Regions from separate parts of the Mus musculus genome. Here all the other regions are linked to region 5. Evidence: chromatin contacts called from public ChIA-PET and promoter capture Hi-C data. All regions are on one chromosome and are shown on one strand. The core of a region is the stretch at or near the end of the contact, and the rest is flanking DNA. Distances in the headings are between cores, read along the strand shown. Region 1 holds the start of E2f7 (E2F transcription factor 7). Region 2 has its middle 38 kb from the start of Gm20758. Region 3 holds the start of Glipr1 (GLI pathogenesis-related 1 (glioma)). Region 4 has its middle 7.7 kb from the start of Gm20758. Region 5 holds the start of Bbs10 (Bardet-Biedl syndrome 10 (human)). Region 6 has its middle 48 kb from the start of Krr1.

The links. Promoter capture Hi-C pulls out the DNA fragments that hold promoters and counts their contacts. ChIA-PET counts read pairs in DNA pulled down with a chosen protein or histone mark. Capture Hi-C pulls out chosen DNA fragments and counts their contacts.
Region 1: a contact with region 5 is called in a promoter capture Hi-C map of adipose tissue, with 4 times the contacts expected there. The contact joins the promoter of E2f7 here to the promoter of Bbs10 in region 5. A contact is called at or near these places in 2 of 39 promoter capture datasets (the C10 cell line and pre-B cells), 1 of 484 Hi-C or Micro-C datasets (CD4 T cells), 1 of 115 datasets of contacts at active chromatin or transcription factors (large pre-B cells) and 2 of 9 other capture datasets (adipose tissue and liver).
Region 2: a promoter capture Hi-C map of liver shows a contact between it and region 5, with 4 times the contacts expected there. The contact joins the enhancer-like site here to the promoter of Bbs10 in region 5. A contact is called at or near these places in 3 of 39 promoter capture datasets (3T3-L1-derived adipocytes, the C10 cell line and liver), 4 of 115 datasets of contacts at active chromatin or transcription factors (acute myeloid leukemia, embryonic stem cells and extraembryonic endoderm stem cells) and 2 of 9 other capture datasets (adipose tissue and macrophages).
Region 3: an RNA polymerase II ChIA-PET map of memory CD8 T cells shows a contact between it and region 5, with 20 read pairs. The contact joins the promoter of Glipr1 here to the promoter of Bbs10 in region 5. A contact is called at or near these places in 5 of 39 promoter capture datasets (the C10 cell line, the HPC-7 cell line, cranial neural crest and 2 more), 3 of 115 datasets of contacts at active chromatin or transcription factors (effector CD8 T cells, extraembryonic endoderm stem cells and memory CD8 T cells) and 1 of 9 other capture datasets (liver).
Region 4: a promoter capture Hi-C map of hippocampal neurons shows a contact between it and region 5, with 3 times the contacts expected there. The contact joins the enhancer-like site here to the promoter of Bbs10 in region 5. A contact is called at or near these places in 4 of 39 promoter capture datasets (the 3T3-L1 cell line, the C10 cell line, hippocampal neurons and 1 more), 1 of 484 Hi-C or Micro-C datasets (cerebral cortex), 2 of 115 datasets of contacts at active chromatin or transcription factors (embryonic stem cells and pancreatic cancer cells) and 1 of 9 other capture datasets (adipose tissue).
Region 6: a promoter capture Hi-C map of neural stem cells shows a contact between it and region 5. The contact joins the enhancer-like site here to the promoter of Bbs10 in region 5. A contact is called at or near these places in 14 of 39 promoter capture datasets (the 3T3-L1 cell line, the C10 cell line, Sertoli cells and 9 more), 19 of 484 Hi-C or Micro-C datasets (B cells, CD4 T cells, the CH12 cell line and 13 more), 16 of 115 datasets of contacts at active chromatin or transcription factors (the NIH/3T3 cell line, VIP interneurons, astrocytes and 11 more) and 3 of 9 other capture datasets (adipose tissue, liver and macrophages).

Annotation. Positions count from the first base shown.
Region 1 is chr10:110,743,644-110,747,653 of GRCm38.p6, reverse strand. It overlaps E2f7 (E2F transcription factor 7), which reads right to left and starts at 2,215. Exons shown (of 13, transcript NM_178609.5): 1 at 1,975-2,215; 2 at 1,230-1,322. The coding sequence starts at 1,322.
Region 2 is chr10:111,833,629-111,838,125 of GRCm38.p6, reverse strand. No RefSeq gene overlaps it. Among named protein-coding and RNA genes, the nearest start is that of Gm20758, 38 kb to the left of the region's middle. Within about 2 kb of position 2,380, at least 65 of the 459 cell types and tissues checked have an H3K27ac peak or open chromatin away from gene starts, as enhancers often do. A contact at or near this core is called in adipose tissue and liver, where this site is marked.
Region 3 is chr10:111,995,112-111,999,345 of GRCm38.p6, reverse strand. It overlaps Glipr1 (GLI pathogenesis-related 1 (glioma)), which reads left to right and starts at 2,082. Exons shown (of 6, transcript NM_028608.3): 1 at 2,082-2,488. The coding sequence starts at 2,315.
Region 4 is chr10:111,880,032-111,884,142 of GRCm38.p6, reverse strand. No RefSeq gene overlaps it. Among named protein-coding and RNA genes, the nearest start is that of Gm20758, 7.7 kb to the right of the region's middle. Within about 2 kb of position 2,287, at least 14 of the 459 cell types and tissues checked have an H3K27ac peak or open chromatin away from gene starts, as enhancers often do. A contact at or near this core is called in hippocampal neurons, where this site is marked.
Region 5 is chr10:111,295,737-111,300,008 of GRCm38.p6, reverse strand. It overlaps Bbs10 (Bardet-Biedl syndrome 10 (human)), which reads right to left and starts at 1,330. Exons shown (of 2, transcript NM_027914.1): 1 at 1,102-1,330; 2 at 1-796. The coding sequence starts at 1,286. It overlaps Osbpl8 (oxysterol binding protein-like 8), which reads right to left. Exons shown (of 24, transcript NM_175489.3): 24 at 2,762-4,272.
Region 6 is chr10:111,922,614-111,926,629 of GRCm38.p6, reverse strand. No RefSeq gene overlaps it. Among named protein-coding and RNA genes, the nearest start is that of Krr1, 48 kb to the left of the region's middle. Within about 2 kb of position 1,984, at least 60 of the 459 cell types and tissues checked have an H3K27ac peak or open chromatin away from gene starts, as enhancers often do. A contact at or near this core is called in the NIH/3T3 cell line, embryonic limb bud, forebrain and 4 more, where this site is marked.

The DNA of each region.
Region 1 (4,010 bases), core at 966-3,465, 550 kb after region 5:
TGCCTCCTTTCTTCGCTAAACCCCAACCAATTCATTCTAGTTGAGATGGTTTGACCACTTTCCCAATCTCTTAGGTCATTTGAATTTCTCTGCACTTTCCCATGAGAAAACTCACCACTTACTGAGGCAAATTAGGGGAGGGGACCATCAAACCTCAGGGACAGTACTTGGTCAGTCACTGACCAGAACAAAAGTGGGGCACTGAGAGAGCAGACCGCTTTCTAGGCAGAACTATTCAAATTACAAAGGAAAACAGAAAAGTTTTATTTTGGAACTGCCAAAACCAAAACTTCTAAATACACACACACATATATATATATATATATATATATATATATATATATACACATACATATACATATACATATACATATATATATATAGTTGTAGTCTTAAGTAACTTTAAGAATACTCTTTAAAACAAAAACGTCTTGGTATACATGCCCCCCTCTAACAAACATAATAGCTGCCAAATATTGTATAAAGTCTTGTATAAAGGCAAGTCTTTTGTCACCAGGCAGGTTCACTGTTGATGCTAACCTAAAACTAACACTTGGACTCCAGAGAGGTTCAATGCCTAAGGAAGTTGCTACTAGAGATTTCCATTCCAGGTTTCTGAAACTGGTTTGTTACATCTGTTTGCTGTTGCTTAAACAACGCTCAGATTCACAGCTCTGTCTTCTCAAAAGGACATCTGTTCTGCACACCTGTGCTGATGCAGGCCAGGGTGGTTTAGACATTGCTGAGTGTGTGGCTCAGTATATCTGAAGCAGAAGGGCTGTCAACTATTCAGAGGAGCTGGTGAGGGTCAGTCACATTGACCCCTGTCTAGGAGGCAAGGCTGTAACTCTTGGGAGACATCTCTGTAGTTGGTCCATTAGGAGGAAGGTGGTGTTTCTCAGCATTCGGACATTAAATCCAGTATTTACAACAACAAAATCCTGTTCCAGGGAATTAACGCTTTCTAATTTCTTCCAACATTAATTCAACTGCCCTTGGGATCTCTAGGCATCACAAACTTCTGATCACTGCATCCAGAATGCACCTTTGGCTTCAGAAGCTGGTTCCAACACTAATGACTTAAGAGGAGCCGAAACAAAGGTCGCAATGGCCCCATTCTCTAAAAACTCCTCTATAACGGCCATCACAATTATGCTGTATACGAGACGAAAGCTAGGCATCACCATCCAAAACATGCTGGAGACTATAAAGTATTTATTTGTGCTTACCTTTTGTGCGTTCTCTGCATCTTCAATGGCAAAATCTAGTCTGGTCTGCCTGGGGCTGATCAAGTCTTTTAGTGTTAAACAATTCACCTCCATCTGGAACACACAACTATATCAGAAAATGATTTTACATTTATTTCCCCCTACAACAACAACGACAAAATGCCACTTGTGAACATCAACTTTCCCTTCCTACAGCATTCCTGGAATTTTCCAAGAATGAAGACACCCTCCATTCCTCATTAAAACTCACACGGACAAACACTTAAAATATACTTAGGAATCACTGGAAATCTGGGAAGACGAAAAAACTGAACAAAACTGCAATCCTTTATGAAAAGCAACAGGCAAAATAGTTACCAAGGAAGGAAGGTGTTAGGCAAATGCCAAGAAAGTTACAGGGTCTCCCAGGTCAGTTAATTTTGGCGCAAAGAACCGGGAGGAATTCAACTTTGAGTGGGTTTGATCTAGGGGGTAGACTGAAACCTGATCTAGAGACCAACCCATGCGGGAAGCGCTCAGCCCCTCCCTAGGCATCTAAGCACACCCCAAGTGAAACTCTTCCCAGGGGACCCCTAAATCGTGGGGGTAGGTGGTAGTGGGGACCAGCCTCCTTCACCTAGCGCTGCAGCCAGCACAACCCCAGGGGGCACTCGGACCCGGGGCCTGTGGGACGGCATCCAGGGCGGCGGGTAACCCGTCTCCGCATTCCCGCCTCCCCATCCGAGGGGGCCGCACGCTTCCTTACTGTCGCTGCGCGATGGAGGGTCTCTCCGGGGACGTCCGCAGCCGCACGCGTGAGCGGGCAGAGCGTGTAGATCTCAGCGGCCGGCTGGCGACATGGGCAGGGCAGGGCAAGGCTCGCAGATCCTCCGCTCCACCCGCGGTGTCCGCGTAGCGACAGCGTCTCCTACCCGCCTAAGCCAAGCTCCAGCCCTGGATCGCGGTCCCCGCTAAAACACCTCCTCTGGCGCCTTGAGACTGAATTTGAGCATTCACCAATGCGCGGCGGCCGGCGGGGCGGTGCCGACCAATGGCGCGGCGGCACGGCCCGAAGCCCCGCCCCTCGCTGTCTTGGCGCTCGGCGCCGCGCCTTTCCTCCCCTTCGCCCGCCCGCCGGATTGTTGTCGCCTCGCCCCCTCCCCCTTCCGGGTACCTGGAGGCGGTGACGCGGGAGCGTTTCCCGCGGGGACGCGGGCGCGGACGCGGGAAGCCGGGGCGGGGCGGCGCGGGCCGGCGCGCTCTCCGCGGGGCGCCCTTTTGTTGTGGGGGACCGACCCACGCCGGCCCCCAGCGCAGCAGATGGAGCCGGGGAAACGATCCGCACGCGCGGGATGCTGCGGACGCCGCCCTGCCCCCAGCAACCTGCGGGAGCCGAGTTGCCGGGACCTGCCAGGGCGGCTCCCTAGCACCCGGCGCCGCCAGGTGACACGTGAACCCTGGTTAGCACCTGGGCTGCGAGCAGATGGCACGCCCGTTAGCCCTGGGAACAACCCCGGCAGCCGCACCAAAGGGGGTTTTGCAAAAGGTTTCCTGGTGTTCCCTCTCCAGAGCATTAGAGATGGTCGAGAATGTGTTATTAGACAGTTTCTAGTAAGGACTAGCTTGGGGGATGGGGGAACAGTCAAGAATATCTCTGGAATATTACTGATTTCTATTAGACCTTTCACTTCCTTCGGATTCTTATTTAAAATATGAACCTAAGGAAAGACTGCTATTTTAGGCCCCTCTTGAGAAACTCTTGTTTAGAACCGTTTTGGATTTGCACAAAAAACTGAAAAGATACTTTAAAAGAGTTCACTCACATCTAGTACCCAGTTTCAGCCACTTATGTAAGTACAAAGCACTTGTTTAAGTCACTATTTATTCAGGTTTTCTTTTTACCAAATGCTTTTTTATTTCCTGTTGGAGGACATCGCTTTTGTTCATCTCTCCTAAGCTCCTGGTTCAGTTTCTTGGGTTGATCCCCAGATTTTCCCCGAGTACTGTTATTTTGTAGGGTGCCCTCAGCTGGGATTTATAACGGCCTCTTTAACACATGCCCACGAGTATTTCCCCACTTCAACGCAAAACTATCATTCTCATTACCCCGTCTTAGCCGTTCCGTGCAAAGGCCCCACCCTTCACCTCTCAGCTCTCAAAAATGTACAATGAGCCATCAGAAGAATTCAAAATATTTACTCAAGTCCTTCGGTTTTTACTCCAGTCTGCTGGTACATTCAGCCTGAAAATGGCTACCGGACTATACCTTAGAAAAGACCAGAACGCATGTAAAACAATCCGCATGAACAAATAAACAATAGTAGCTTAAAAAAAAAGTATGTCTATGGCAAATAACAATTTGAAGACTATAGGGATAGCTCAGCCAATAAAGTGCTTGAAGGATCAGAGTTGGACCTCTGGTGCCCATGCTGGTGTGGAGGTGCCTGTGCTTGCAGCACCAGCAGGCACAGACCGATCCCTGGGGCTTGCGGACTAGCCTGTTTAATAAGCTCCAGATAAAGGAAAGACCCCCGTGTCAAAAACCAGAGGTATGGGGTTGGAGAGATGGCTTAATCAGTAAAGTGCTTGCTCAACAAGCAGGAGGACGGAGTTGGGATTCCCAGCACCCATTTTCAAAGCTGGGGGTGAGGTAGTCTGTAACCCAGGCTGCGGAGACCCACTGCTTCGAGAAGGTCATTGGCCAGTCAAGCTATCCTAGGTCAGTGACAGTCCCTATTTCAAAGGAATGAGTTAATGAACTGATGAGTAAATATAATGTGTAGAGCTATTGAAAAAAGACAT
Region 2 (4,497 bases), core at 1,131-3,630, 540 kb before region 5:
TAAACAGTGAAATTGAAATGTATGTGTATGTATTCTCTGCTCTGAGTGGGAGGAGGAAAGGCAAGGAGAGAGGGAGGAAGGGAAAGAGGAAGAATGGATGCAAGAGAAAAGGTGAGAGAGAAGTGGAGAGAGAGGGGTGTGCGGGGAGAAAAGAGAGGGAGAAAGGGAAAGATATTTGAAAGGACAGAGAAAGAGGGAAGGAGGGAGGAGAGAGAGGGAAGAGAGAAAGACAGAGAAAGACAGAGATTGAGGGAGAGGAGAGAGAGGAGGAGAGAGGGAGAGATAGAAGGAGAGAGAGAAAGAGAGAGAGAACACAAATGAAGCATGGTGCTATACTAGATGACATAGCAAGTTTCCATTCCCTCCAAGTGTAGAGAAAATCTCTTAAGAGTATCACCTGTCAACAAAAAATGCCTATGGCCAATGAGCTAAGGCAAGAAACAGGAGGTGGGACATCTGGCAGAAGGAGAGAGAATTCTGGGAGATAATCTGAACTCAGGAGATTTGCCTAGAACACCGAGAAGACAAGGAGAGGAAACTGGCCATGCAGCTGAACTCAGGTTAGGAAAAAAAAATGCGATAATGAATTATGAGCTAGTTAGTAAACAAGCCAAAGCTTACGGTATATGAATGTATTAATTAATGATTAGTCTCAGAGTTGTTATTTCTGGGAGTTAAGTGGTAGGGAGGAAAAATCTTAGTTTTACACCCATGTTTTCAAGCAGAGGCCAGGCAAGCTCTCAGGTGGAGCAGCATGAGAAGGAACCAGGGGAGGAGCACAGGCGGGTGAAGCCCTGAAATGATCTCAACGCCCCACGGTCTATGCTTCCGTTGAATATGTTGTTGAATTGTGCAGACACAAAAGACTGCTCTATTAAGCCACAAAGAAAATACCAAGGCTCCCTAAAAATCTTCCCAACTAAAACAGTGAAAATATTTAACCCCAAGAGATCCAAAAGGCTGGACCTTGTGGTCCAGCAGGGCATTGTGGGATAAGGTAAAGAGTATTTGGGTCACTGCTTTTCTTCTGCCCCAGCGAGAGCCTGTCAACCTCTCTGAACTTCACCTTCTGGATTCTTCCTTATAAAGGAGGAAGTTGGATGCTCTGTAATTCTGAACGCTTATGAGTCACACAGATTATTTTATCTGATAACTAGGAACTTAGTAGGGAATTAGAAACCACCGGAACTTTGTAAATAAGAATTTTCTAAGGACACTAAGAAGGAAATAACACCAACAGAGGAGAGCTTTGGCTCCAAAGCCAAGGGTGATCATTGAGTGAAAAGCTCAGGGCCCCGAGACAGCTTGTATCCAGGGTGGAGTTGTCCCAGAAGGAAGGTGTACGGCTTGCCCACAAGATGTCATTCAGCAGATACCTGTATGCATTTCTTCCTCTTTGATGGACAAGATGTGATCCTTCATCCACGTAGAATTTTCTACAAGGGCTCATAGGAATTTTGCTGTCTTCAGCATTGAAGGATGGGGTTTGATACTCCTCTGAGATAAACCTGTTTCCTGTACTGTAACTCAGGTGATTTATAGTGGTGTCAGAACACGAACTTTTCCTTTCCCGTGTGGACCCACAAGTTATGCCTCCTCAGCCAGGCTACAGAGCTCTCTACAAAGCAGTCAAGCCCACTGAATATGCATGAGGCCATGAAAGAGGCATTTACCCAGAAGGCTGGAGGATGGCCTCAGCCTCTTCAAATCTTTCCTTATTCTTCACAGACTATCTTGTGACAATGGAGCAAAGTAAGCCTTGCTGTGCCATGCTCCTCTCCTGGGAGCTGGCTGTCATCTACAGTGTGGATGATGAAGGAATCATTGTAAAGAAGACAATAGCCCAGAGGGCCCTGCTCTGGTGCCCAGAACAGACTCGGTATTCTCAGCACAGTGATCTCAACGCTTACCACCTATATAGAAAGAGGTATATCGAACTCAAGTACAACAGAACTCTTCTGTTAATAATCCTTAAGGTGAATTTCCAAATAAGCCATTATACAAGCAACAACTGAGATAGTTCAGTATGTTCATAATATTAACAGACATCACCTCTGTCTAGATTCAAAACATTTCATGCTTTCAAAATAAAATCTTGACTCCATTGAACAGTTAAATTGAAATTCTCCCATCTGTCCAGTTTCTGGCAACTATGGATGAATTTTCTGTGTCTAAAGATTTATCCCCTCTGGATATTTAATATAAATGGAATCACATACAAAATTTAGCCTTTTGCCTCTGGGATGATGTTCTATTACTAATTCCTCGTTATTTACACAGGCAGCCACATTTTAATAAAAATTATGTAATATTACTAAGAGGTTTCTCTGCCAACACAATAAGCCAATTCAAGTCAACATAAGCAGGCCGATTAGGAGGCAGCTCTGGGGAGGCATCACTGCTCTCACTGGTGGCTAAAGAAAAGGAGTTTTCTAGAGCTTGGGCAAGGAGTGATATGCTCAGCTGGGAGCTGGCCTTGCGTCCTTACAGGGTCAAAAACTGAGCCTTGGGCGGGCACTCTTGGGTGGGTTGCCGGAAACCCAGGAATGAGGAATGATGAGTTAGCACACAGTTTTCTCTGTGTGGGCAGGGTGTGGGGAGGGAGGGCAGATGGGGTTTCCCAGCTTGTTCAGGGGCAAGCATGAGTTCAGGCCTTATATTATATTATATTATATTATATTATTTGACCTAACAAGCTTTTAAGAGGATATTTGAGAATTATCTAAAATGCCCAAAGTGCACAAACATGTCTATTATCTGATTCGACTCAGATATCTGCCCCTTACAGCCAGAAGTTAGAACACAGAGTGACATTCCTACACTTGGAAGAACAGAGACTATCTGCAACAGAACCCTAGAGAAAGGAAGTCAGGAATGAGAAAGATGAGGTCCAGGGTGAGAAGCCAGGGTCCCCGCTCAGCTTAGGGGACTCAGCCAGTGGAACTCGGGGCCAGCCACCTCAGGAGCACTGGCTCTTGGCGGCTGCTCAAGGACACTTCCCACTGATCTTTGGACCAAGTGTGGCTAATTCCGTTCAGCTGGTGTCGATTAGCTAACCTCCTGTGCTTTGAAATCACTGTTTACTTTTTTCCCCTTAATCACATTAGCCTGTTGGGGTTGTTCTTTCATTCTCTCTGACCTTTAGTTTTAAATTATATGTTACCGATGGTCTTAGTTTGTGGTTGGCTTGATGTGTTTTCCTTTCCTTCCCCCCCCCAGCCCTTCCATTCTTTCCTCTTTCTTTTGCAGGTGTAGCCACCATTCAACCTAGCTGTTTTATTATTATTATTATTATCATTATCATTATTTTATGGCTGTTTCTTAAGCTCTCTTTTGTCTCTAGTGTTTGCTTCTTTGAGAAGTTGTATCAAGGAAAACTGAATGTAGAGCCCAGTTGGGAGGAAGGGCTCGCTCTCCTTGAGAAAAAGGCTCCCGGGAATCCATCTCCAATTAGCCATGCTCCAGCCAGTTGTGTCCAGCCTGTGTTCCTCTGGCTGCAGGTAGCCAAGGCTGTGAGAATGTGGCCCAACACCAAACTGTAACCTTATTTAAGACATTGAGATTTGTTTGGCTGGTTGATTTGCAACTTCACTGAACAGTTCGTGAGCATGCACTTTGTTGATGATGACATCCTGCCACGGTGCCAAACGGTTGGACTTTCCTGCAGGGGAAGAGGAGCTTCCTGCCTGAGAGAAATTGATAAGAAAGCGCCCTGACTCCCTTTCATGGGTCTTCTCTACTAGGTACTTTACATCAGGTTCCTCTTTCACCTAGGAGGAGCAGAGGCCAGACTTTGATCCCACCCTCCCTGGATACCAGTCTCCTAGCCGACAGAGTGGCCAGTGAGCCCTGTTTTTTTCTGGAGAAGAAACATTTAGCAGCTCTACCTGAGAACCTGCCTGAAAGGAACTGCTATCAGGTGCATTGGGTCACCTTCAATAGGAAATGAGCTGTGCCCAAATCTGGACGTTCAGACCTCAGCCTCCAGAAAGCTAGCCCCTACTTGATTTCTCTGTTTAGCTTGTGCAAAACTAAACCAGAGATTTCTCCCTCACCTGGCAACCTGCTGAGTGGTCTCATCTCAAGTCCTTTTCATCTCTACAGTGTTAACTTTCGTCTAGTCACATCCGATTTTCACTATATTTTGCCTAGAGAAGCATTTTCAATAGAGTGTGTATATGGGTGTACTGGCTGGTTTGTACCAACTTGTCACAAGCTAGAGTCATCAGAGAGGAAGGCACCTCAGTTGAGGAAATGCCTCAATAAGTTACAGATGTGCGGCATTTTCTCAATTAGTGATCAGTAGGGGAGAGTCCAGCCCATGGTGGGTGGTACCATTCCTGGGCTTGGTGGTCCTGAGCAAGCCATGGGAGCAAACCAGTAAGCAGCCTCCCTCCATAGCCTCTGCATCAGCTCCTGCCTCCAGGTCCCTGCCCTGCTTGAGTTCCTGGTCTGACTTCCTTTGATGATGAACAGCAACATGTTAAGTGTAAGCCA
Region 3 (4,234 bases), core at 833-3,332, 700 kb before region 5:
GATTTCTATTCATTCTTCTGACCCTCTGGGTCTCTCTCCTGTCTCTCCCCATGCCTGTCCCCATTCCCTTCCCCCTCTGGTTTCCCACCCATTTCCCTCACTCACTCTGCTTCCGGTGACTATTTTGTTTCACCTCCTAAGTGTGATTCAAGCATCCTTCCTTGGGCCTTCCTTGTTTAACTTCTTTGGGGCTGTGGATGTATCATGGGTATTTTGTGCTTAATGGCTAATATCCACTTATCAGTGAGTACATACCATTCATGTCCTTTTGGCTCTGGGTTACCTCACTTGGGATATTTTCTAGTTCTATCCATCTGCCTGCAAAATTCATGATGTCTGTGTTTTTAATAGCTAAATAGTATTTTTTCTATATCCATTCTTTAGTTTAGGGACATTTGGGTTGTTTCCAGTTTCTGTCTATTAAGAAGAAATCTGCTATGAACATAGTGAAGCACGTGTCCTTGTAGGGTTGTAGAGCATCTTTTGGATGTATTATGCCTAGGAGCAATATAGCTGGGTCTTCAGGTAAAACTATTTCCAATTTTCTGAGAAATCAACAAATTGATTTCCAGAATGGTTATATAGATTTGCACTCCCACCAGCAGTGGAGGAGTGTTCCCCTTGCTCCAGTCCTTGCCAGCATGTGCTGTCGCTTGAGTTTTTTATCTTAGCCCTTCTGGTTTGTGTAAAGTGGGAATCTCGGGATTGTTTTGATTTGCATTTCTCTCATAACTAAGGATGTTGAGGCATTTCTTTAAGTGCTTTTTTGGTCATTTGAGTTTCCTGTGTTGAGAATTCTCTGTTTAGCTCTGTACCCCGTTTTTAACTGGGTTATTTGGTTTGCTGGAGTCTAACTTCTTGAGTTCTTTATAGATTTTGCATATTAGCCCTCAGAACCCTTAGTAGAGGGATAAAGACACTAACCTACCCACAAAACTTTTGGCCCAAAATTTGTCCTGTCTAAAGAAATGCAGGAACAAAGATGGAGCAGAGACTGAAAGAATGACCAACCAATAATCAACCCAACTTGAAACCCAGCCCATTGGCAAGAACCAATCCCTAACATTATTAATGGTACTCTGTTATGGTTGTAGAAAGGAGCCTAGTATAACTGTCCTGTGAGAGGCTCCACCCAGCAGCTGACTAAAACAGATGCAGATATCTACAGCCAAGCATTGGAAAGAGGTAGGGGACTTTTTTGGAAGAGTTGATGAAAGATTGAAGAGGATGGAATCCCCACAGGAGGGCCAACAAAGTCAACTAACCTGGACCTCTGGGAGCTCTCAGAGACTGAACCACCAACCAAAGAACATATACTGGCAAGACCAAGGGGTGGGGGGGGGTGTCAGCCATTTTTTGAAATGGTGACCTCAGACAAAGGCACACAGGCCTTCTTATAGGGAACCAGGGGAACACTCCAAAAGGATTAGGTAATCTAAATTTTCATTGCTGGGTGCTAGGGAGTCCCAGGTGGTCAGCAGTCTGCATTCCTGTGTCATGAATGTTTAACCATAGGATAAGATAGGGCTGCCCAGCCCAGACAGCCCATTCTGAGATAAGATATTTCCCCATTTTTGTGATTGTCCCCAGGCTGTTCTTTGGGAGGTGGTTTTATGTCCTTGTTTCTGGATTTTATGGTCTGTTCCTGGAGCTGGTGCCTTATGGCTTTCTTTTCAAAATCAGGCCTGGCCCTTAAATGGACACAAGTGGGGTTTATGTTGTCCTTTCAAAATAGAAAAGGTAAAAAAGAAAGGAAAAAAATTCTCAGTGCAATTACAGTGAAGAGTCTCATTTTCTCTGAAACCATAAAATACAAACCATGTTGCTTTGCACACCTTGTTTGGTTTTATAAATCTGGACAAGAAAAACAATTCTCTACTCAACTCTCATTAAAGTAACCTTTGTTATTTGTTTGCCAGAGAGAGAGAGAGAGAGAGAGAGAGAGAGAGAGAGAGAGAGAGAGAGAGAGAGAGAGAGAGAGAGAGAGAAAGAGAAAGAAAAGAAAAGAGAAGAAAAAAAAAAAAAACCCATGAGCTGCAAGCCATATATGGAGAAGTCCGGTGTAAGTTTCGTGACGTCATGTTCTGCTCTCAGGCTCCTCAAGCTGAAGTAGGCTGTGCTTTGTAAAGCTGGTCATAAAAAAAAAACCCAGCATGCTGAAGATGGAGCTCAGAGGCAGAGCACTTGTCTAGCATAAACAACCCTGGGTTAATCCGAGCTCCAACAGGGAAACAGTCTGCAGACTGAGAGAACCGAGCATTCTATCAGAACCCCGCAGCTCTGGATTCTAGGTCCAGCAGCAACCAGAGAGACCATGCAGGTCATCCTTGCTGTGATAGTCTGGATGGCTTCGTCTGTGTCTAGTTCTTCATTTACAGCAAGCACTTTGCCAGATATAACAAACGAGGACTTCATTAAAGAATGTGTTCAAGTTCACAACCAGCTTCGGTCAAAAGTGAGTCCACCAGCCCGGAATATGCTGTACATGGTGAGTTCACTAGCAAGGGCTTGTCGCCCATGTCAATCAGAAGCAGCTTGCCTGCATTAATTTGGGTGTGACTTCTGGGTAACCCTGAGTGGTTTTCTTATTTGCTTTCTTTTTTTTCCTTGTAATGAATGTGTGCAGTAAACTCAGCTTGCAATCAGAGTCGACCGTTACCTTCCCCGACTGTCTTGAGCAATACCACTGGCATGATTCAGTTCTTTCTGCACACTTCCTTTCCGCAGCCATGAGCAACAGACTTCTTTGTTGTCATGGTTTTTCCTGTTAATATTTGTGAGGTTTCTTTTTTGTGTCTTAAGGGTTCTTTTTTTTTTCATTATATATGCTGTGTAAAATAATGGTCTTTCATTATGATAATTCAGTGTGCTTAGGCTACACTCATTCCGTTGGCCTCTTGGCCCTCTTCCTCTGATCGCTTTCCCCTGCTACGTTTCTGTGGTCTTCGGTTGTTTTCCTCTACACTTCACATATAAGAGGTCATGATGCTTTTCCGCCTGCGTCTGCTTTATGCTACTTAGTGTGATGATCTCCAATCCCATCTGTTTCCCTGCAAATGTCATAATTTTGTTCTTGGCGACTCAACAATACCATTCAGTTTGTCTATATAGACATATCTGTACACAAGCTATTTTCCTTACTCTTTCATCTTTTGGGGAACCACTGGGTGTAATCCATAGCTTGGAGGTTGTGAGTAGTGCCACAAAAAAAAAAAAAAAAAAAAAAAAAACATGGATATGCAAATACTCAAGACGTGCTGACTTCCATCCCTGTAGAGACAAGCCCAAACATGCCGTAGCTGAATCACACGCTAGTCTTATGTTTATAGTTTGTGGTGATACTGATTTCCATAGTGGCTGAGCTAATTTACAGACCTATCAGCAGCATGTAAGGCTTTTTCTCCACCCACATACCAGGGGACTTACCAGTCAGATTTCCCTAATGGCTAAGGATGTTGAGCTATGCTTCTCTGAAGGACCGTGTTCAACCCATCTGTTGGTTGTTGGATTTCTCACCTTTTAGGGTTTAATGCTTTTAGCTCTTCATACATTTTAGGTATTAATCTGCTGATGCATGAGTAGCTGCTATATATTTTCTATTTTCTTCCTTTTTATTTTTGGTTTTTTCGAGACAGGGTTTCTCTGTATAGCCCTGGCTGTCCTGGAACTCACTCTGTAGACCAGGCTGGCCTCGAACTCAGAAATCTGCCTGCCTCTGCCTCCCGAGTGCTGGGATTAAAGGCGTGTACTACCACTGCCCGGCCTTTTTTTTTTTCTTTTTTTTACTTTCCTTCTTTCTTTGCTTCTTTCTATTTTTCTGACTCTGACCCCTTCACGATGACACGTGTGTCTAAAGGTATGTATCATCATCATGACCACTTTTTCTTCCATTCTTTGGGCTATGCCCTCAGGTAATGTTAATTTTCACTGTGCCCATGGTTTCTAATCAGTGCAGTCTCACTTGCCAGTACTTACATATTTCCTGAACCATTGAAGCCCTGTTCAGAAAATTGCCTATGCTTCATACATTGAAATGTTAGCCAAAGTAATTGGGCAAAACAGAAAAAAAAATAAAAGCCACAAATTTAAAAAAAAAAAAAAGATGTAAAATTGAGACATTTGGTTGTGGCAGTTTCAGGTCTCATATTTAGGTTTGTAACACACTCTGATTTGTTTCTTCTACACTGTATGAACCTGGTTTTGTGCTTCTTTGTGCATACATATTCAGTTTCTC
Region 4 (4,111 bases), core at 1,038-3,537, 580 kb before region 5:
TGAGACTCATCTCTTCTATTTTAATAGAAGTCATTCTTCTACAGACACAATTCATATGCATAGGTAATGACCTACATTTTATAGAGTTATAAGTGGTTATAACTAATTAACCCTACATTGAATTAACCCTTCTGGTTTCACAAGAATGTGACTGCGCTCAAAAAAAAAAAAAAAATCCAGAATGATCCAGCTCTTGCCAGTGTCCTTTTTCTGTGCATGTAGTTTGTCATTCTTTTCTCCTAAGATTATTTTTCTCTGCTCCAAGTCAACACATGAAATATGGAGACCACAGCTTCTGACCTGTGGAATGGTAAGCTATGTGTGCTCAAAAGGGAAATCTGAAGAATGAGAAACCTACTCCTGGTTTGACCATGGGTTAATTGGACTTCAAAGTCAATTTGCTTAAAAGAACTACAAACATAACTATTATCTGTGTCTACTTGAATAATCTTATTACAACCATAGTAGTTGTCTTGACATCGTGAAGCCTGCTGTGATTAGTTTCAGTCGCCTTTTGGGAGACTGGGTAGGGAAAGGAGGTGAGCGAGCGGGGAACCACAAGACATTTGGTCTTGGTGGATTGGTTGATGAACGGAAGGTTAAGGCTTGAGCTTTTTCTTGGGCAGTGAAGAAAACATTTGAATTGCCAACATCACACCGTTGTGTTTGTGTCCCTCCACCATGAAGACTAGAGAGCGAGAGCTCATCCTCTCAGGTCCCCTGATGCCACCGAGGGCTCTGGTGGTCAAGTTGGAATATGAGCGGGCAAAGTTGGCCAATGTTTCCTCTGCTACCCTTCTTTCTGCCGGGAAGCTGGAAGGATGATGTCAGAAAAGAGGGAAAATGCTTAGCCAAGAATTCCTATTGCACACAAGTGATTCCCTTCGCTGATATGAGCCACTCTGTGATATTATTCTGGAATTATCGCCTGGACACAACCCATCAGATGTAACTAATTTAACTATAGGGTCTGGCAAACACAAGGCTAACCCCCAGGTGCCTAGGGACAGGCAAGTTTTACTGCAAACCGTAGGGTCCTGGTGAGGATTGATATTCTATATCAACTTGACAGGCCCACGGGATGGCCAAATGCTCAGTTAAACACTATTGTAGGATCTACAAGGACATTTCTGGGAGGGATGATGAGTCTATAGACTGGTTATAACCACTTCCCTGTTTAGTGAGGGTGCTCCTCATCCAACTGACCTCGAACCAGAATCAAACTGAAAGGCAAAAGAAGAGGCTATTCCTCATGCCCGCACTGAGGGCTAAGAGCTGGCATTTTCCTCTGGGACTAAAAAATGGCAGCTGGTGTCTCAGTCTAACCCAGCTTTTACAATAGAACTCACTAGATTGACTTTCCCATTCTCAGCAGACTTTTGGACTCAAACTGGAGTTATATCATCGGGTTTCCTGGATGCACAGCTTACTCAATGCGCAGCTTGGAAATGCTCCCTCTCTCGAACCACATGGTGCAAACCTTTCTCCCACATATGCGTGCATACTTACATAATCACATATTCACACATATATGCATAAATAATCTCCATTTTCTTTGGAGGATACTGACTGAGAGAATCTGAGAAAAATGTTACCTAAAAGGATCTTGATCGTGGATTAAGCTAAACATCCTGTGATGGGAAGATTCTTCGAGGGACACCACATATAATCATAAGAGGCTTCATAGAAGTGGGGTGGGGGAAGATCAGAGCCACAGACAGAGAACCGAGAATGCAGAATTCAGAGGGAAGAACAGAGGTTCCGTTCCTTCCTCTGAATGTAGAAGAGCAGACCAAGAATCAGTGTCAATCAACTAAGACATAAAAGTGGACTCTTCCCTTAACACTGCCGAGAACGGGACCCGTATTAGACTCTGACCCCCCTAATTACAAAATTAAATTGTTACCCCTCAAAGTGTATATGGTAATTTGCTACAGCGAACGTAGGAAACTAACACAGCTGTCTTGTTGCTAGGATCCCCAAGGACTCACACAACCTCTAATCATCCCTAAATCCACTTGAGACACCGCAGGGGAATCAGGAGGCTGTGCCTTTCCCATAGATTGAAGCTTCCCCTTCAGATCCAACGAGACGCACAGTATAGACATAAAGGCAAATCTGGATTCTTTTATCCAAGAGTGATTTTTTTTTCTTCAAACCCAGCTACCCCTACAGGCTTTGTGACTAAGCTGCATTCACCAAATGGAAATTTCATTTGCGTGACATTTAATATGGAGCTCTCTGAATGCATGATTAATTCTTGCAGATGTGAGATTAACTCATTATCAGATTTACAGAAGGTGGCGCTGCCATGAGAGAGCCCGTCTCTTTTCCGCAGCCTCTGCCAGGTTACTTCGCTACCCAAATCGTTCCGCCCCGAGGAACAACAACTCCTGGCATCATCGAAGGCGAGCTGGGGTCTCATGAGCGATTGGTTCAGAAGATTGCATCTTTATTATTGACAGTTCCCCCGAGGGATTTTGGGTCTCAAGTTCTGCTCCGAGACTTGAATTCATTAAAGGTTTTCCATCTTGAGCCAGTTTTAATTAAACTGTGCTCCCTTGCTCTTAAGTGTCCCGTGGCTCATTTGCCGCAGCAGGTTGCACGTAGTAGAATCCAGCTGTTGAGTGATTCTGACATCCCACACACTCCTGCTGTCATTTCAGGAGACCTACACGTGGCTCTAGAAGGTTAGCCGTTTCTTTAGCTAAATGTTCACAAAAGTATGGCTTCTTTACCACGGAAAGGATCAGAAAATGAAATCTAAAACTAGTATCTCAGTTTGCATTTTTTTTTCAGGAAGTAAAACTGGTATTTAAAAACATCCATGAGCAGACACTGTGCTGGTGGCACTGGTGTTAATATCATTGGATGACTTTAATGTTGTAAATACGGGTTAATTTTAGCTTTCTTCACTAGGAAGTCCATCTGCCTCGTGATTAAGCTGTTGGCATGATATGATATATGATATACAATATATATGATATACATGATATATGATGTATGATATATGATATAGATATGATATATGATATGATATAGAGATATGATATATCCTGTATGATATATGTGGTATGATGTATGCTATATGATTATATGATATATGATATATAATAGATATGATTTTTGGATGATTCAAACTTTGCATTCCTTCTCCAATAGGGTCCTTAACTGACTGAAGCCAATATTTTGGGCAAAGTGGAACAGCTTTCTGTTATTTATTTATTTATTTATTTATTGCTGATAGCAATAGCACAGCATCAACTGCCTCTCCTGTTGCTTGTCATCAGTCTCCTGAGTGATATTGTGGTCTGGACAATACAAATTCTCCCTCATCACTGTGGGTTTTTGAAGAGTCTCTTTGTTCAGCCAACCATCTAGTGAGTATTCATTGGGCATCTCCCTTGTGAAAGGCCTCGAACAAGACACCACACAGAATGTAAAACCATTAAGATAGGCTCTATTTCCTGGCAGTTCCCTATGTCAAGTTACCCACGATGATTGCTTCTAAGCTTAGGGACTCTGCATTGCCTGGATCTGGAAATTCTTGTGGTGCATCTACAGTGGCTGAGTCAGTACCTGCAGTATGAGTGACACAGGGAACAGGGTGATGGATTGCAGGCCATCCCTCTAACAATGGTCACTGATCACATGGAATGTAATGAGAGCCAAGATGACAGCAGCCAAATTAGAAGCCTGTCCCTAGCCAGTCACAGTGCCTGGGCCACTGGAAGTCTTAAAGGAGAGATTAGTACCTAAGGTGCATGGTGAAAGTGTGAGGTCATTTCGAAAGAGAGACAGAAAGAGATAAACATGGAGAGAGACAGAGACACACACACAGAGACAGAGAGAGATGAAGGAGACAGCATTAATAAAGACAAAAACAAACACCACAAGATATACCTTTTAAACAGAACATGAAAAATTTCAGCAACCGACTGGCTCTTTACTTAAACTTTAAAGCTAGTTTCTTTTCCTTTCATAAAAAAGAGTATATAATTACAAACAACAGACACAAGCCACGGACTGTCCTCTGGAGTTCAGTGTAGTTATACATGAGCAAGCGAGAGAGCAGAGAAATGGGAAGAGTATCGATAGGAAGAGAGTCAAG
Region 5 (4,272 bases), core at 81-2,580:
CACTGATATGCTATTAAGTCTTGCACAGTAAATAACCAGGTCTGGTTGCTTCACACTGGTCAGGAGCAGTTTTACATTCTGACCACGCAAGTGGTTCATTACTGTTTTTGTCCTGTCCGTGATCCAGCACTGAGATGCCTGAAACTGTGTTTCTGAATTGAGAACAAACTCCGAGCCAGCCGATGAAAACTGAGGCTGGAGGATTTCTGTTACTATCACCATCCTAATGTCACCATCTGCTGGGCAGTACATAGAAAAGTCCCTGGGAAGCACAAGGCCATCTATGATTCTAGAATCTGAAACAGGAAGGCCTGTCACGCCAACATTCAACTCTGCAAAACAGTGATCCAACAACTCAAATACTTCAACCCCACTTTCACAAGCCATACACTTGAAAACGTAGTCACACATCAACTGTGAAATGAATCTGTGATTGTTTCTTCCCACTCTTCCACAAAAGTATGCTTCCAGGAGCAACTCTAGCGAGTGCCTGCACAGTTTTCTTCCTTCAGTGGATGAAGAAAAGACAGACAGGTAGTGCCTGCTTAAACTCCGGTCTACAATACAACCTAGGGTTTGTGTCTGAAACGTTTGCAGAGCCTGGGAAATAGATTTCCACTGACAACAGTTTTTCCAATGCCTTTCATGGCTCTGAATATTTTCAGAAGTGAATGAATCTTTTCCTTTTTCTCCGATTGCATGAAGTCCTCTGAGTAAATGGCAAAGAAAAATAATAAATGTCTTAGCACCATCTCCTGTCTTTTTAAGGTGACTGGAAACACACGCCACTATCATCCTGTATAGGAAGGGAAAAAAATAACTCAGATTTTCTGGGTTAAATCCACATTTTCATAGCTATAAGGCACACAGATTGTCCTTTTGACATATAGGCTTTGCTTTACTTTTCCTTTAACTACTTCATTCAGGGATGGGGAAAGAGTAAGAAGTGTTCTGTGCACGTGATGAGGTTTGGGGCTCGGGACTAGTAGTTTGGGCAGCTCTCTGATGTCTACACTGGTTTTATCCAGGTCCACGGCCTCAGGATGGGATGGGAGATTGAGGGAGATGCGCGCCTAGTGGAGGGCAGGAGAAGTGAGGTACCTGGCTAAGGGATGCTCTAAGTGCAGCGCCTCCAGGAGGCAGCCTCCATCCCTGCTAAGCAGCACCTCGCCGGTGGGCTTCGTACACAACACTTGGCCGCCCTCGGGCCCCACGCAGCGGTTCGCGATGCTCTCCAGCACCTCGGCCACCCGCAAAGCCGCCGTCACCGACCCCTGGGACGCCATGGGTAAGGAACCACGGGTAACGCTTCCGTTAGGTCAGGCCCGCAGAAGGGCGGAAACGGAAGAGGCGGGGAAAACGGCGGAAGAGCAGTAGCTTTGGCATCGATTGGCGGAAGAGCTCTATGCCCCTCGGTGGGGTGGAGCCCCGCCAGCGGTGGGCGGAGACTCGAGTGGTCCTGGGACGTCCTTACTTTCCTGGTTCACGTCCCGCGGGCCTCCCTGGCCACTGCAACCGCTAGGTCTCTGCAGGGAAGGGCTCGGGCTCGGGGGCGTGATTACCGCCCCATCTCGAGCTTACTTCTCTAGTGCCCCTGCCGTGTAGTTTGCTCTCCTTGCCTTCAAGCAAACGGTTTTAGAATGCAGGGCAGGCGGAGAGAGCTTGGGCATAGCCATTTCTAGGCTCGTGGCTTCCGCTGGGGTGTGCTACCTTGTGTGTGTTCAGGTATGGACGAAACCCCACCTAGTTAAACCACTTGAGCAGAAGTAGATGTTTGCCTTTTATTCACATCGATGATCAATTGTATTTGTCATTTGTACTGTATACCATCCCAAAGCAGAAATGTTTCACCCAGTAAAACACAAAGGCTTTAGGGAGCGCACGAGCGCTGGATTCATAGCTAAAGGGCTTCTTTCAGCCAGAGACCATCTGTCTCTGCTTTCCTCATTTAAAACAAACAAGTTGGTAAAACAAAACAAAACAAACAAAACCAAAAAAACCTTTAAAGTTCCGAGGTGGATAAGTTAGTTTTTGTACTGTTTCTAACTCGAAGTACAGCCAAGTATTTGTCATTTACTCACAAAATTCTCATGGTGGATCATTACCCAGGCTGTCATACCCACAAGAAATGAATGCAGAACAAAGCTGTCAATGTTAGCAGGAAAGTGATCTTGTAGATAGATATTCAATGACGTTTAACACTGACAGCAGTGTCCTTACCCCACACGGGCAAGAGGATTCTGAGGGACAAGTTAGAATGAGGTGAAAGGAAGACAAAATCATGAGTAAAGCCTTCCTGAGGTTTCCTCAATAACTCAGTAGTAAACGACCGGGAGGAGAACAGCATTTCAGTGTCTAATGATACTGCTTCAGTGTTTTTTCTTGGTTGCATTCATCACTGGACATTATCTTTAGACTGAAATAGTGGGATATTTCAAACATTTAAACAGTACAATCAAGTGCACTGTGTAGTCGTGATTCAGGAGGCTTTTACCTGAGAAAGACAGACCGCCTTTATTCTTACTGTGTAGTTTTTGGGGTCATTTAGATATGCTGAGCCTCATCTTTAATGTATAAAATATGTATAAACTCCACTTATTTTAAAAGAATATAAAGTATCAAGTAAAACATATATTAGAGATTGTCAAAATTCCTGTCAAGCCTGTACCCATCTTTTTCACACACACAATAAAAAATAAGAGGATTAATTTAGTACATTATGCATTAATACATTATATCAAGAGTCACTGGATCACAGATTGCTCTTTTAAAAAAGTTTATTTAGAATACCTACTTGTAGAAGTTAACATAATTTTACAGATCATTAGAAAAATTCTTTTCTCTCTGCAAACATGACAGGTTAGGAATAATAGATTAGAAATGTATACATTACAAAACCGCCTGTGACTATCTATACATTTACTATGCACCTTAAGAGAATTCTACAGTGTGCTGTATTTACACTGCAGGTGAGAACACACTTACATCCTATCATACAAAACTGACCAATGCTAGTGCTTGACTTTATAAACCCATTAACTGAAGTACTTAAAATTAAATCTATATTTAACATGCCAAAAGTGGAAATAAATTCAACTGAGGTTCTGTGGCTCATCATTCAAATGGTTCATGACATTTTTTCAAATAAAGATTATCAATATTAGCCGGGTGTGGTGGCACACACCTTTAATCCCAGCACTCGGGAGGCAGAGGCAGGCGGATTTCTGAGTTCAAGGCCAGCCTGGTCTACAGAATGAGTTCCAGGACAGCCAGGGCTACACAGAGAAACCCTGTCTCGAAAAAAACAAAAAACAAAACAAAACAAAAAAAAAAGAACATCAATATTATGATATTAAAATAATTTTATGATAAATAAAGAGGCTGATTTTTCGAAATACTTCATAAAGTATAGTCACATTCATTTTTGTCAAGGTTTTCCTGTGGCTCTCACTAAATATGTTAATCTTATTAATAAGACACTGGTCCTGTACAATGTTAACAGTCCATCTTCAATTAAAAACTGTAACAAAATAGTCCTTTAATTGTAACAAAAATTGGATATACTAAACCCACACAATACATAACAAAATGAAACCAAATTATGCAGTGGTGGCAGGTTATACATTTTAAAGAATCTCTTTATATGTAGTCAAATATGAAAGACATTGAAATGTAAACTTATTGAATTATGAAAGGTCTCTCCCACTGGGTCAAATCGGAAAATTTGTATAAACGAACATGTTCTTTATTTATATTTAATGTAATAGTCTACAGTCTCGTGTATGGCTCATCGCGTACGTATGCCATCATACCTGAAATAAGACAAAAACAAAAGCAAAACCAGACTATTTACTGCTGACTAGAAATGCTAAACACTGAAAAAAGATGAAGTTTTATACATTTGTTTTTTAAAATTTTGATGACGATATTCTTCAAAAAGTTAAAACTGCCTTCCACAAAATTCTGTGAATATGGCACAAGTTGACACCCGAAAACAGTGTGAATTCCATCAAAAAGGCACTGTCTACAATACTCAGAGCCATCTGACAAGTTTACTTCATTGATGTCTGAGTATGAATATATTTGAAATAGTTACTACACAAACCCTTATAAAAGTACGGCATTACTGTTTACATATTCTTCAGCTAGATAAAAGGAAACACAGTGACCCAGACAAATGACCCTTTTATGACAAATAAGCTACAAACACTTTGAACACATTATGGTTCTGTAACAAAAAACTAACAAAAATATTTCCTTAAAGGCACAAAA
Region 6 (4,016 bases), core at 735-3,234, 630 kb before region 5:
TGCAAGCAATAGACCCTTCTTGGTTTACATTCCTTGGAATTACTTCTAGTTTTTATGTCCTATATAGTTTTTACTCTTTTGAATGTTCACATATATTTTAATTATATGCTTCTCCTCCCTGGAGTTCTCTACATCTTGCCCAACCTCATGGTCTCTCTCTCTCTCTCTCTCTCTCTCTCTCTCTCTCTCTCTCCAGCAACATTACAACAAAAAAGTAAAAAACCAAGAAAGCTAAACTATAACAAAAAACTAAAAGTACAAAACCCATCAAACTGTAACAAGAACAACGCCCCATGAATACACACACAAACACGCACACACAGGGTCTGTTTTGTGCTGCCAACTACTCGTGAGCACAGAGCCTGCCCTGGAATATGGTTGATATCCTGACTGTTACTCCATTAAAGACATCTAAGTTTGCCTTTTCCAGCAGGTATCAGTTAGGAAGAGCTAACTGTTGGTTAGGGACAGGACTTTGTGCCCACTTGCCCGTCTCAGTGCCGGGATTTTGTCTGGTTTGAACCATGGGTCTTTGCACGATGCCACCATTTCTGTGAGTTCATATGGGCATTAGTGCTTGTTGCATCTGAAAGACACTGCTTCCATGGAATCTTCCACCCCCTCTGGCTCTTACGATCTCTCTGTCTCATCTGTGGCATACATCTTTGAGCCTTGAGCGCTCTCATCCCTTCTTACTGTCTTTTGCTTTAACACTAGCTCCCAAGACTTGTGAGAAGCTACAATCTATTTCTTCTCATCTATTCCGTGTTTCAGCTCAGTGAGACTGTTAGGTAAAGGCCCCCATGCTGTCAGGAACTCACATTCTAAGTGTTATCTTAACACACATGACGAACAGGGTCAGCATCCTTGCAGAAAGGGCATGAACAAGCGATGGGAAGGCATTTAAAGATACCCAGTCGAAAAACGTGAAATTTTCCCCGCTAGGGGGCAGTGCTCGAAAGAATAACAGTCTTTACACTTGCAGTTAGGCGGGACAGAGAACAATGACCTCCTTGTTATTTCCTACCCCACATGCCGAGCACATAAAGATTTTATTTCTTTGGAGAAAAGAGGGGCAAAAGACATTTTCTCTGACTTGAGGCAGAATTCACTGACGGTGCTTTCTTCGCTTGCTAAGCTCAGAGCAAGAGATGCTGGTAGCACTTAATATTCAGAATCACTAAAGCATACATTAAAGAAAGTGTGCCTATAAAAACGAAATCTTTCTGTAGTAAACTTTTAAGGAGAAGGTATTTGTCAAATTAATGACGACGGATCAGGAAAAAACTGGTTGCTCTGGTTTGAAAAATCACTAAAATTTGCTACGGTGAATAACTTACTTAATAAATAACCTTTTTTCCTCCCTTTGTGTGCGTAACAGTCACACATGCTGTATCGTTCAGAAACAAAGGCATTATCTATGCAATAAAATGAAGGAGTTAAATGTTGCTCTTTGAAGAAGGAAAGGAATATTGGATGAAGTGGTTCAAGGTGTTACTGAAGATAGAGTGTAAAGACTATGAGCGCATTGTATACCTGCTTCAGTCTCCAACGGGAACAGCATGAATTCCACCAAAGTGGAGACATTGTTTCTTTAAACCCTAATTACAGCCCACAGACCAGGGAGCAGGAGGGATTAGTTGAGCATTCCTGCCTTTCATGGGAAACCAGAGAGGGTAGGCGAGAAAAAGATCACAGAAAGAGTTTTCCCAAGAATGCCAGATTCAAACCTCCTCACTTTTTGGAAAGCCAACCAACGGACTTCAATAACCATCATGGAGGTGTCCAGGACAGGAACGCACTGGAGAAGCTAGCACAGCACTGGGTGCTATAGAGTGCTGTAAACCTTGATCTTTAGCTCATCTTAATAATAAGCAGCATGGGGATACATCGAATGGGGAAGCCAGTCCAAAGGAAGGATGTGTCTTCTACCCCAACTCAGTAAAACAGGTCCCCTTGCTAAAAAAAAAAAAAAGCATGCTAATTGGGAAGTCCCGGCCTTACTATCAACTCCCCTAGTCAGAGGGTAACATCAGAGGGGAGAAGTTGTTGTGATTCCTACCCACTCACTTCTGCCTTTGTCCTGGAAGGACAGAGTAGGAAGCAAGCCTACTGCAAACAAACAAACAAACAAACAAGCAAACAAGCATATAAATGTTTCATAGAAGATCAAACTTTGTCTTCCCAGCCATCCGTAGCTGTGTGACCCTGCATGGCCCTGCCCAGGACTGTCATGTGGCACACACAGTTCTTTTTGCAGAAGGAGATAACAGATACGCTCACATCACAGGATCAATGGGCAGGAAATAAGGGCAGAGGCAACTCAGCCGCTCTTCACAGAGCTTCTTCTGTTATGAGTCCCTCATGATCTCACAGGCTTGACTGACTTCAAAGGAGTAGGCTGTCATGGGGACTATGTAAAAACTTAGTCAAAGATACTAGAGATCCAACTATTCATGTTCTCAAGGGTCTTAAACTTTTCAAACCTTCAGTTTTTGTTCAGCACTTAAAAAAAAAAAAAGAGGAACTTTTCCCCATTTCAGGAGTGTACAAGCTGCAGTTGTAAAATATATGACTGCATGAGACCATAGTGACCTTTCTAGAACCCCTCCCAATCTTCTACACCCCCATCCCCACCCTGAGCAGCTAAGAAAATAGCACTCCCTGCCCCTGCTGAGAACTACAAATACAAGATTAAGATCAGGCATAAAGATGAAGTGACTTTAAAAACCAGTGTGTTATCCAGTGAGAGCGGCTTATTAAAGAATTCTAAACTGTATAGCTGTTCATAAATATACTCCCAAGAAATATTGAAGCTCTGACACCAAAAGTAATAAAACTACGTACACAAATACTATTCATTATGTGTAGTCACAGAGCAACCAGCTTATTTCTGGTCTTATCAGCGTCAACGTGGCAATAAAGTGTCTCCTTGTACTTCTGACTTCCTTATTAAAATGCACTAAATTTGTTTTTTTTATACATAGGGAGATAAGGTTATTAATTACACAAGCTCCTTATCAGCAAAATGTAAAATAGCAGGAGACACTAAGAAGGAAAAGAAACATTGAGAGGAAAGAAATTTAGGGTACAAGAAACCTTACAGGGTGAATGTGGAAGCCATATATATGAGACTTAATTTTTTCAATTAAAACATTTCATTGGCAAGTATTTGTAATTGGAAGAAAAACAATAAAAAGGCAATTAATGAAAAAGAATATACACATGTACGTGTGTGATTTACTGATTAACGTTAAAAGCATAAATTGTTGTCTCCCAGTGCTAAGACCTTTACAAATCTTAAGAGATACGCTCGCTCAGCAGGACTGTGCAGCAGAGTCCGTAGAGGCAGAGGAGAGGTGAGCTCAGAGGCCACTGCATATTCCTGGCTGTGTTTCCTGTAGAAAGCAGCTAATAACTGATGTTTGGGTTGACATAATTTGTGGGAACTTTACACTTACGAGGAGCAAGCACTCAGCAAATGTAAGGTGGGGGTTATCTTCCCCCCAGAAGGAGAAAATAAAGTGGAGCGGTCAGGTCTGTCCTTCAGTGCTTTAGTGCGCAGGACACTGGTGCTATGTCAGCAGCCGGCTCTCTGCTGATCACCAAGATGTCTGGGGAAGAGACTCTCAACACAGGGCATGAGCTAACAACCTCAGTCTTAGAAAAGACCACCTCCACGCACTTTAGTTTCTGTGGATTTACCGGCTACAGTCTCAAAATAGGTTAGTGGAAAATCATTTGTGTTGGCACTAGCAAATATTTTTAGACTAATTCGTCTCAACTACACATACCCATATGCAGTGTGCAAACTGAATCACAACCTATAACTTAGAGGACTAGATAATGAGGATTGGAGAAGCCATTAATGTAAATAAATGTTGATCAAGCTCAGGGGGCTCAAATCCACAAATCCAACTGGCTGAAAGCATCAGATTTTATACCACACTATGGTCTATGCATACTTTCTCTGGACCGATCTTTCTCTTTATAAAGTGCAATTTTATAAGCCTTCA